2 separate regions of the Gossypium hirsutum genome follow, and region 1 is linked to region 2. The links are chromatin contacts, called in public Hi-C maps. All regions are on one chromosome and are shown on one strand. The core of a region is the stretch at or near the end of the contact, and the rest is flanking DNA. Distances in the headings are between cores, read along the strand shown.

Region 1 (5,108 bases), core at 1,581-4,080, 160 kb before region 2:
TCTGTCTGGGCCCATTTGACCTAACAAGCCCACATCAGGCAACTACGACAAGAAGGTTCACAAAGTTGGCTAAAATGAATATATGGTGATGGTAGGCTACCTCCCCAATAAGCGCGTAAAATACAAGTGTTTCAACACCATCAAAACCTTCAGCTTCACCACCAATACAGAATCTTCTCTCTCGATCCTCAACTCTTTGGTACAAACCTTATCTTGTTTAGACAAAGGCCTTACATGTAAGTACACGTTCGTTTTTCTCATTGCACGTCTCTGTAAGATCGAAAGGATTGAGGAGTCGCTATACGTGGTTTAAACTATAATGGGAAATAGTAGGTTGAACGTTGTCACCTTTCATCCAATTGTGAACGTGTTGACAAAGAAGAAGATGGCAGAGGTGTGGTTGGTGGCAGATTTGATGAGAGTTGTCAGAGTTTCACTAGACGTAATGGCATATAATTTTTCTAATGTTGATATATAATTTGTTTTACAATTTGAACTAAAATGATAAAATTTGTGAACATTAATAGTTAATCTTTTTTATATTTAGGATCAATTTGATAGAATGTATAAATATTAGTGGACTAAATTTATTATTAGACTAATAAAAAAAAGCCCATGTCAACACTTCCATCAGATTATAAAAGGCTATTAATGTTTGGTGGCTAAAAATTGATTTTAAATAGTTTAGTGACTAAATTAGAAAAATTAAAAGTTCAGTGCCCAAAATAAAACGCGGGCAATAATTAAATGAACATTTCTGTATTAAACTACTTTCTTTAATGTTTTTTCTTATTTAAAAATAATATTTCATTTGATACATTAATTTGGGATCTAAAATTTTTTTATTAAAAATTAAAAATAAACACGAATATAAAATTAAAATATAAAAATAAAAAATGGAGTAAGAATTTAAGGATGTTGGTTGGTTGTGGCAGGAGGGAGTCTAGGTTAAATGAGTGGATTGCATGAGGGGGAGGTGGCAACTCAACTGCCTCCGCCGTCCTTTTCTCTCTATTTACGTTGGAAATCAGTAAAAAGTAGAAATGCCCAATATAAACTTCTATTTCAGTTTTGCTTCTTCTTCTTCTTTTTCTTCTTTAATGATATTGAGAGGCCTACAATGTCGGCTCCTTTTTGTCATCTTCTTAATTACACAAAGGGTTTCCAACCAAAAATCAAGTCGTCGGGTACTAATTTTATAGGTCATCAATTATTTGCTTCTTTTTTTAAAAAATTAACGTAACGAAAAATTCAATTTTTTTTGGCTAAAAAAATAAAAATAAATTTTCAATTTTAACTGGATTTTTAAAATTCCATTTATATGCTAAAGGTTGAATCTTCAAATTTCAAATTGATTTTGATGAAGTTGATAAATATACAAGTAAATATGGTATTTTATATTATTATAATAATTAAATAGATTTTTTTTATTATTTAAGTAATATATAATTAAATATTTACAACTATGATTGATAAATGAAAATAAATAAAAATGGAATTGGTTAATGATTTAGTTTTATGGTGGTAAAATTGTAGGAGAGAAGCATGGGAAGGCAATGTTAGGTGAAGCGAGGTGCGATCTCGAGAAGCCTCAGCCAACTCCCTAATCATTCCATCAATAATAATATAAAATTGAGTGATATGTAGGGCAACAGCAACATCATATTTCCCAAATCCCTCATTGGAGATACCACCTCTATTTTCAAAACAATTTTTATTTTCCCAATAATACTTTGGTTTAGCCATTAAGGTAGAGTGTCATTTTTAATCTGCAAATCTTCATCTCATCCTATACTTGTGTTACGTTTTAAGTTTTTGTGGGTTATTTATTTAATGTATTTTGTATTATAAATTATATTTCTCTTGAAGAAATCATTTTTTTTATCAACTTTAATTTTAACATGCATAACTTATATAATAAAAACTAAAAGATATGGCATCTAATTAAAACAAATTTAAATACAACAGTATGACAAAAACTTAATGCTTATCCTCTTAATTAGATTCCAACCTACAAAATATAAATAATTTTTATTTGGTCCTTACCCCCCAAAAAAACTAGATTTCAACATCTATCCCTCATCAACCTCAATTTGATTGCCATGATTAAGACATCCTTTTCTCCATTATGCCATCACTTTGAGCAGCCAATTTCCCAATTTTCTTTCTAGGAATAGAATTGTTGTTGGGCGCAATGGACTTGGCTACATCAATCATAATCTTGAATTTTTTGCAAGTGCTAAGGACACAGCTAAAGATTTAGTAGAAAATTTCATAGTAATCATCGTGTATGATTAATTAAACAAATTTGGTTAATTAATGGATTCATCATGGGTGAAGCAGTGATGTAAGTAAGTTAAATTCTTAAACGCTAATCAAATATTTAAAACAAGATTAGCATTATTTGCGAAATGATTACTTTGTTTTAGTCGCCCAATTGGGATGGGGGCGAAAACTTTCCAAAATTAAACACAAAGTTGCCGGATTCATTAAGAAAGCTTTGTATCTTTTGCATGAAAGTTTCCACTTTTAGTAAAATCTTTGACGATGCAAGCAACTCTTTTATATACATTAATTAAGTATATGACTATGGGAGATAATAGGTTACCTTTTCTAAAGCACACATCACCACCGTTCAATATGTTAATTATTCTTTCTTTTCAAATTTCAATTTTTTTAAATTATTAAAATGTGATTTATTCAAATTTATGGAATAAAAGAGAAGAGGATCACATTTAAAAGTCTAAAGGGTAGAGGGAGTGAAGGCAAAATTAAACCATATTTAGTTATATACATAAAGATAAAAGAAAGAGGATGGTGGTGATAATGGAGGGGAGGAACATAGAATCATCTCCTCACGTTACAACATTTTTATCCAAATTGTAGCAACTAGGCGTAGCCCACAACCCAGCTTGGATTCCATCAATTAAAATATTTTAAATTAAGAAAAATCAGAAAAAAAAATTGTAATCTCTGGCTGCAATTATTTACCCGTGCCATCTGAGCAATTGCATTATGTGAAATTTCCTATGTCTTCTAGCCTTCCAAACAGCAAAGCGAGGAAAATAACTATTCTCCTTCTCCACGGGAAATCGTCGTCAGGAAAGTTATTGAAGGAGGGAACCTGTTTTCAGGTTTTTCCTTTCCCAGAAAATGTGCGAGCCGGAGGAAGACAATGCGTGTCCGTTCCCGCCCAAACAAGTACAGCCACAACACCAGGGAATAATGGATTTCGATGAACTGGACCTTCAGAGTTCCTGGCCCTTTGATCAGTTGACTTCCCTTTCTAACCCCACCTCTCCTTTCGTCACCTCCTCTTCTTCTGAGCAGCCTTGTTCTCCTCTATGGGCTTTCTCTGATGATGATAAGCTTGGGTCTGCCGCTGCCGCTGGTTACAATCTTTTCGTCACGTGTTAGTCCTTTTTTAACTTGATAATTTTGCTTATCTGTTTTCTTCCTTTCTGTTGTTCTTTTTGGCTTCGTTTACTGATTTGGATTAGCTTTTTCTTCCCTTCAATTTTGGCTGTTTTATGGTTTCGTTGGTTTATTTGGAGCTTGAATTTGGTTTTCTCTGTCCCGGTTGAATATTTTTTTCCCCTTAAATTTTCTTGGAATTTTGGCTACTTTCTTAGAAATTGGTGACCCTAGACTTTTATGCATAAATTGGCCAGTCTATTTCTGGTTTTCAACATTCAAAGCTCAGTTTCTCAATCAATGCCCCAGAAAGTAAAAGAGGTTTACTGAATAAGTCATGCCTCCAAGTTCAACAGTCTAGCACCTGAATTTTAGAATTTTCTGGGTTTAATTCATTTTATCATATTAGAAACTATACATATTTGATTGGTGCAAGCATCTATTGCTTAGCTGAGTGTATTTGTATTTGAGGTTATATACTAAATGCAGGTACTCCGAATCCAGTAAATGAAAATGCAAAGGAGGAGAATGATAATAGAGGGTTGCCATCTCTATTTCTGGGATTGCTGCCCCTTGAGAACCCAGATAGTTATTGTGTAATTAAAGAGAGGATGACTCGGGCGTTGCGTTACTTCAAGGAATCAACTGAACAACATGTTCTAGCACAGGTTTGGGCACCTGTAAAGGATGGGGGTCGATATGTGCTAACAACATTGGGGCAACCCTTCGTCCTTGATCCGCATAGCAGTGGATTGCATCAGTATAGGATGGTTTCTTTGATGTACATGTTTTCTGTGGACGGAGAGAGTGATGTACAGCTTGGACTTCCTGGCCGTGTTTTCCAGCAAAAATTGCCAGAATGGACTCCAAAATGTACAGTATTATTCCAGCAGAGAGTATTCTCGGCTTAATCATGCTCTGCATTACAATGTTCAGGGTACTTTGGCATTGCCAGTCTTTGAACCTTCTGGACAGTCTTGTGTGGGTGTACTTGAACTCATAATGACATCACAGAAGATTAACTATGCACCAGAGGTTGATAAAGTATGCAAAGCACTTGAGGTTGGGTTTCTTTCTTTACCCACGTCTTTTTCTTATTTGTTTATTGCTAAATCATCAGTCTTCATTGGCTACTTTGGCAGATAAAACTTTCTTTCATTCTTAATCATTGGTTCTTAGAAAATATTTCTAGTTTTAAATGCTCTGAGATTCCTCGGTTCTTTGTGCAGGCGGTGAATCTAAAAAGCTCAGAAATACTGGGTTACCCATGCACCCAGGTGAGATTTAATTGTAATCTTGTCAAATCTCTAATTCATTTGGATGTTGAGACATGTTTCTTGTTTTGTTGCTTTCTTATAAAACTAACCCAAAAAAATAATTAATTACTTAAATAATTTATTTTTTAATAAAATAAGAAAATAAAATTTACTGTAAAAGTTGGTAGAGTCAAAATATTTAGCACTACCAATATGTTACATCAATAATTTGAAAAAAAATTAATTTTTTAACGGAATCATATAGAATGGAGCCATTTATATAAATAATAAAAAAATATTGTAATTTTTGAAAAAATAGGGGGACTTCTAAACAATTTTGCCCTTTTTCTGGTGGAGCTGGCGCCACCAACCCTGTTCGGCTCCTATTCTGCTGCCTAGCCTTTTTCTGATTTTTTTATTATTATTTGTTTTTCATTT
Region 2 (5,123 bases), core at 2,112-4,611:
CAATATGTTTTTGTTTTATAACATGTTTTAGTAATCATTATTTTTTAGAAGATTGACTTTAACATCTAAATCTATTACTTACACATATTCTTTATTTTCAAAAAAGTTTCTCTTTAAAAAAAAATTATGAAAATTATTTAAAGACTTGAAGAGAAAGATAAAATCCAGAAGTTTATATAAGAGGCAAGCAAAAACATATTGATTGCATAAAAATACCACTTTAATAGTGGATTATAAGTAGTAATGGTTGTGAAATGGAAAATTTTGATTATTTACAAAAAGAATATTGAGTTACACAAGAATGCAAGGATGAAGCAAACAAAAACATTGATATGTCTTTTAAATATTTTGAAAAATATGTTATACTAATATTAATTATTAACTCTAATTGCGTGTAAGCACAATTTTTTACTAGTACTACTATACAAATCCTTTTTTATATTTCAAGTTAATTGAAAAATCATGAAAATTAATTGGAATTAATATATAATTATAATCCAAACTAATGCAATAATCCCCAGTGGGTTGAATTAAAATTCTTTAAATTTTAAAAACTTAAAAACGTATAAAAGATACTGTAAAAATATTAATTGTACATAATCTATTTCATCTCTCTTCTTTATCTCTCTAATCTAATTACTCTTACAACATTAATGCATCACATTTTATCTCTCTTCTTACAATTTTCTTTTTTTAAATTCCACCTAAAATGCATTCATTAATCATATTTTGCATTTGACCATCTTCCATATAATACAAAGGATGGTACCACAGTATTTTATGCTAAGATTAAGTTCTAAAATAGTTTTAATTTAACTCTTATTTGTTTTAAGTTTAACATTAAATTGATTTTTTTTATATTTTTGGGATATTTTCATACTTAGTCCTTCAATTTTTTACAATCTTATAATTTAACTCTAATTAGTTTTATTTTTTTTCCAATTTAGTGTAAAATTTGTCTTCTTAACCCTCAACTTTTATCAAGCTTAATTTGTTCATATAAATAGGGATGAGCAAAACTCGATTTGACTCAAAAAAATAGAAAAAAAATTGAATTTCGAGTTAAACGAATTCAATATTCGAAATAATCGAGTTATTCGAGTCAACTCGAATTTTTTTTTGAATTTCGAGTTTGAATCGAGTTTGGTTTTTAAATTCGAAAAACTTGAATAATTCAAATAAATTGAATATTAAACTATAATAATTTACACAATTACCCCAAACTCCTAAACTTCTTCACTTTCCTCTCAAAACTTTTACTCCGTCTCACTTTTCCCCTATAACTTTTGCTCCTCTCCCATCCCACCCCATTTCTACCCCAAACCCATTTCCCCCCTCTCTTTTTTTTTTTTGAATATTTCCCTCCCGAAATTTTACTCCTCCCATTTATTGCTCAACTTTCAAAATTTTTATTTTTACCTTAAATTTTTACTTCTCACCCTTAACCCCAAATAAAAAAAATTAAAATCATCCAAAAAAAATTCCTAAACCTAAATAATAATTTTATTTATATTTATTATTTTATATTATTAATATAAAATTTCACATTTTGTACTATTTGTATTATTGAATTGTTTTATAATATTGAATCTTTATAAATTTTTACTAAAATTGAATTATTGATGATGCCATAAAATATTCGTGTTAAAATTTTATGTTGTATCAATTTCACATTTTATCTTTAAGATAATTTTTATTAAAAAATCTCATTTTTCACATTTAATATATAAATTTTTTAGTTTCAAAATACATAATGACAAGGATCAGAAGATAATTGAAGCAACTAAGCAAGTAAAGAAGTTAACTCGTATATAAAAGATTAATAAATAAATTATAAAGAGATAAAAGTTAATAACAAATTTGATTACGGTGAGTATAGTGATTACAAAGACCTAAAATATTTTTTTAATTTAACTTGAAAAAATATATTCGATTCTATTCGAATTCCATCTCACTAGACTCGATTCGATAAAATTTCAAATCGAATTAGGATGACAAAATATGATTCGTTAACTCGATTAACTCGAAATTTTTTCATTCAATTCGATCGAACACTCACCCCTATATATAAGGGACAAATAATTCCATTTTAGCTCATTCTAGGGGCAAAACCAAGGGCTGGCAAGGGCCCCTGGCACCCCCCCAAAATAGAAAATTTTTCATTTATGCCCTTTGAAAATTTTAAAATAGTAAAGGGAAAATTACAATTTATCCCCTAAAAATGATAAAATTTTAATTTAATCCTTTAATAATTATAAAGATATAGAATGATAAAATGATAAAATTATATTTTTATTATTACAAAAATTATAATTTAATTTCGCACCCTAAAAAAATTTCTAACTTGACTCATTACATGAATTATAATAAGTATTAAACTTTATTTATAATCATTTTTAAAATAAACATGCACCTTTTTTGTTCGCAACAATCATTAAAAATTAAATATAAAATGTTAAAATTGATACATAAAAGTTTCTTTTTTTTTTTTGAAACAGATACATAAAAGTTTCACTCGTGCATTGAACGGGATAAAAAAATTAGTGTATATATATATATATGTATATATATGTTAAAGTAATGTTTTAGAGAAAAAAAAAACTGAAACAAATTTAGGTGGTGGGCTTCAATATTTAGCAAGTGGCGCCATATTAATATGGCACATTAACATTTAGTGTATTAATATTTTTATGGGTCTCATTAGATGCTTAGTGCAAAAATGAAAAAAAAAAAGAGTTTTATACGTTATAATGTTTAAATATTATATACTTGTTATGATAATAATTATATAAAAAAAACCAATCGCTTAGGATATGATTCTTTTGATTTTTGTAGTAAAGAAAGTAGTAATTTAAGGAATTTTAAATAACTTCATATCCTTCAATTATTATATTATTTTCATTTTTAAAAATTAAATCAACTTAAAATCGATACAAATTGATCATAAAAAAATTATGAAGATTATAAAAAATAAAATACATATTATTTTATAGTATTTTTACTTTTTCAAACAATATATTTTTGATTGGTTATAAAATTTACAACAAATTTTTAATAAATAAATATAATATGAATGTTTCTACTTCGCATTTGGAAAAGCCCAAAACGATAGAATGTTGGCGCGTTTTGAATCAATTACCGGAATACTGGTCAATTGTCATCCTATTTTATTAATAGCTTGAATCGAAGAAAGCAAGCGAGAAGGAAGCGGACACAAGGACATTTGGGAAATAAACGGCCAAGATCTTCCCAACCCAATATCTAATTTCATTGGCTCAATCATCCCTTCCTTCAAACTTGATTGGCCCACGTCAACACTATGACATGTTCTCTCCTGTTACTCACCTGAGAAACTTCCGTCAAACGTGGGACACAACAAATATAAAATGCTCGACCCGCGACTCTTTCTTCGAAAAATGCTCATTTCATTTTAAACACTACAACCATTCCACTTTCAGAGGGAAAAAAAAAAAAAAACTCAAAGAGGCTTCTCCACAGATAAGTGTTGAGGTGGAGTGATGGCTGGCTCATTCAGAGCGCGCGGCTCTTTGGTGGTTCTAGCGATAGTCTTGTCCGGTGAGTATCGTGCTGTTCCTCATTTGTTAATTCCGCTTGTTTCATGTGATTCCGTGTTCTCTGATTCTTTAACTGTTTGAGACGAAACGTGTTAGATCTAGTTTTGTTTGATGATGTTTTTCCTCCCAAATCGGTGCATGCTTAGATCTGATTTAGGTTCTACGGATTCTTGTAATGCATTACATCATCAAATGAGAGTTTCGGCGATCTCATATCATTTGTTTTTGCTCCATTGATTTCAGAACTAGAAATTTCTGGATTATGAAATTAATGTCTCGGAAATTAGTTTGATTCGAACAAAATCATGTGTTTTCACGTATTTTATTTTAATTTTCCATTTGTGGTGAAGCATTTCTAAGATGGAAGTTGCAATGTTATGAGCGTAAATATTCTAGAACTTGGTTAGGATTCTGTTCTATCTTGATCTTTCCACGTGGCCGCTTTACCAAATTTGATATTTGATGTCTAATTCAATGGATAGTGACTTTAAATAACTTTGGCTAACATAATGATTGAGTTTAAAAATGACCATAGAGTGATATTGAAAAAGGACTGTATAATGGTTAGCATCGTGTTAACTTTTCAAACAGGATGTCTTTTTGCACTCTCGATTGCAAAGGAGGAAGCCGCGAAATTGGGGACCGTAATTGGAATTGATCTTGGCACAACGTATTCTTGTGTTGGTGTATACAAGAATGGTCACGTGGAAATTATAGCCAATGACCAAGGAAACCGTATCACACCATCATGGGTGGGTTTCACAGACAGTGAGAGGCTGATAGGTGAAGCTGCTAAGAATCAGGCAGCTGTTAACGCAGAGAGGACCATCTTTGATGTCAAAAGACTTATTGGAAGAAAGTAAATCTCATTCTGCCATGTTTCTTGTTTTACATTGTAGGGGTTGGTTGGGAAATAATGCTTACTGCGGGGGCTTTGTTCTTTGCAGGTTTCAAGATAAGGAGGTCCAGAGGGACATGAAACTTGTTCCCTACAAGATTGTCAACAAGGATGGAAAACCTTATATTCAAGTAAAGATTAAGGATGGAGAGACCAAGGTTTTCAGTCCTGAAGAGATTAGTGCTATGATTCTGGGTAAGATGAAGGACACAGCCGAAGCTTTCCTTGGGAAGAAAATTAAGGATGCAGTGGTCACTGTTCCTGGTGAGTGCACCATAAGAAACAATGTTCTCAGCTCAAAATGGTTAAGTTTGTTGGATCCTTGATTATGCTCATATTATCTCTGTTTTATTTGCAGCTTACTTCAATGATGCCCAGAGGCAGGCCACCAAGGATGCTGGCGTTATTGCTGGGCTTAACGTGGCAAGAATTATCAATGAACCAACTGCAGCTGCCATTGCCTATGGTTTGGACAAAAAGGGTGGAGAGAAAAACATTCTTGTTTTTGACCTTGGTGGTGGGACATTTGATGTCAGTGTCTTGACTATTGATAATGGTGTATTTGAGGTTCTTTCCACAAATGGAGACACTCATTTGGGAGGTAAGCATCTTTATTGTTTTCTTATAGGATTATAAAATTTTTTCAACAC

Evidence for each region. A called contact is a pair of places that touch in the nucleus more often than the background predicts.
Region 1: a Hi-C map of leaf shows a contact between it and region 2, with 2.1 times the contacts expected there. The contact joins the promoter of LOC107946898 here to the promoter of LOC107946879 in region 2. A contact is called at or near these places in 14 of 34 Hi-C or Micro-C datasets (anther, fibers, hypocotyl and 3 more).

Annotation. Positions count from the first base shown.
Region 1 is chrA08:79,577,276-79,582,383 of Gossypium_hirsutum_v2.1, reverse strand. It overlaps LOC107946898 (protein NLP6-like), which reads left to right and starts at 2,830. Exons shown (of 6, transcript XM_016881391.2): 1 at 2,830-3,412; 2 at 3,904-4,283; 3 at 4,285-4,476; 4 at 4,644-4,691. The coding sequence starts at 3,154.
Region 2 is chrA08:79,415,269-79,420,391 of Gossypium_hirsutum_v2.1, reverse strand. LOC107946879 (luminal-binding protein 5) reads left to right here and starts at 3,361. Exons shown (of 8, transcript XM_041074483.1): 1 at 3,361-3,576; 2 at 4,167-4,434; 3 at 4,523-4,737; 4 at 4,832-5,074. The coding sequence starts at 3,519.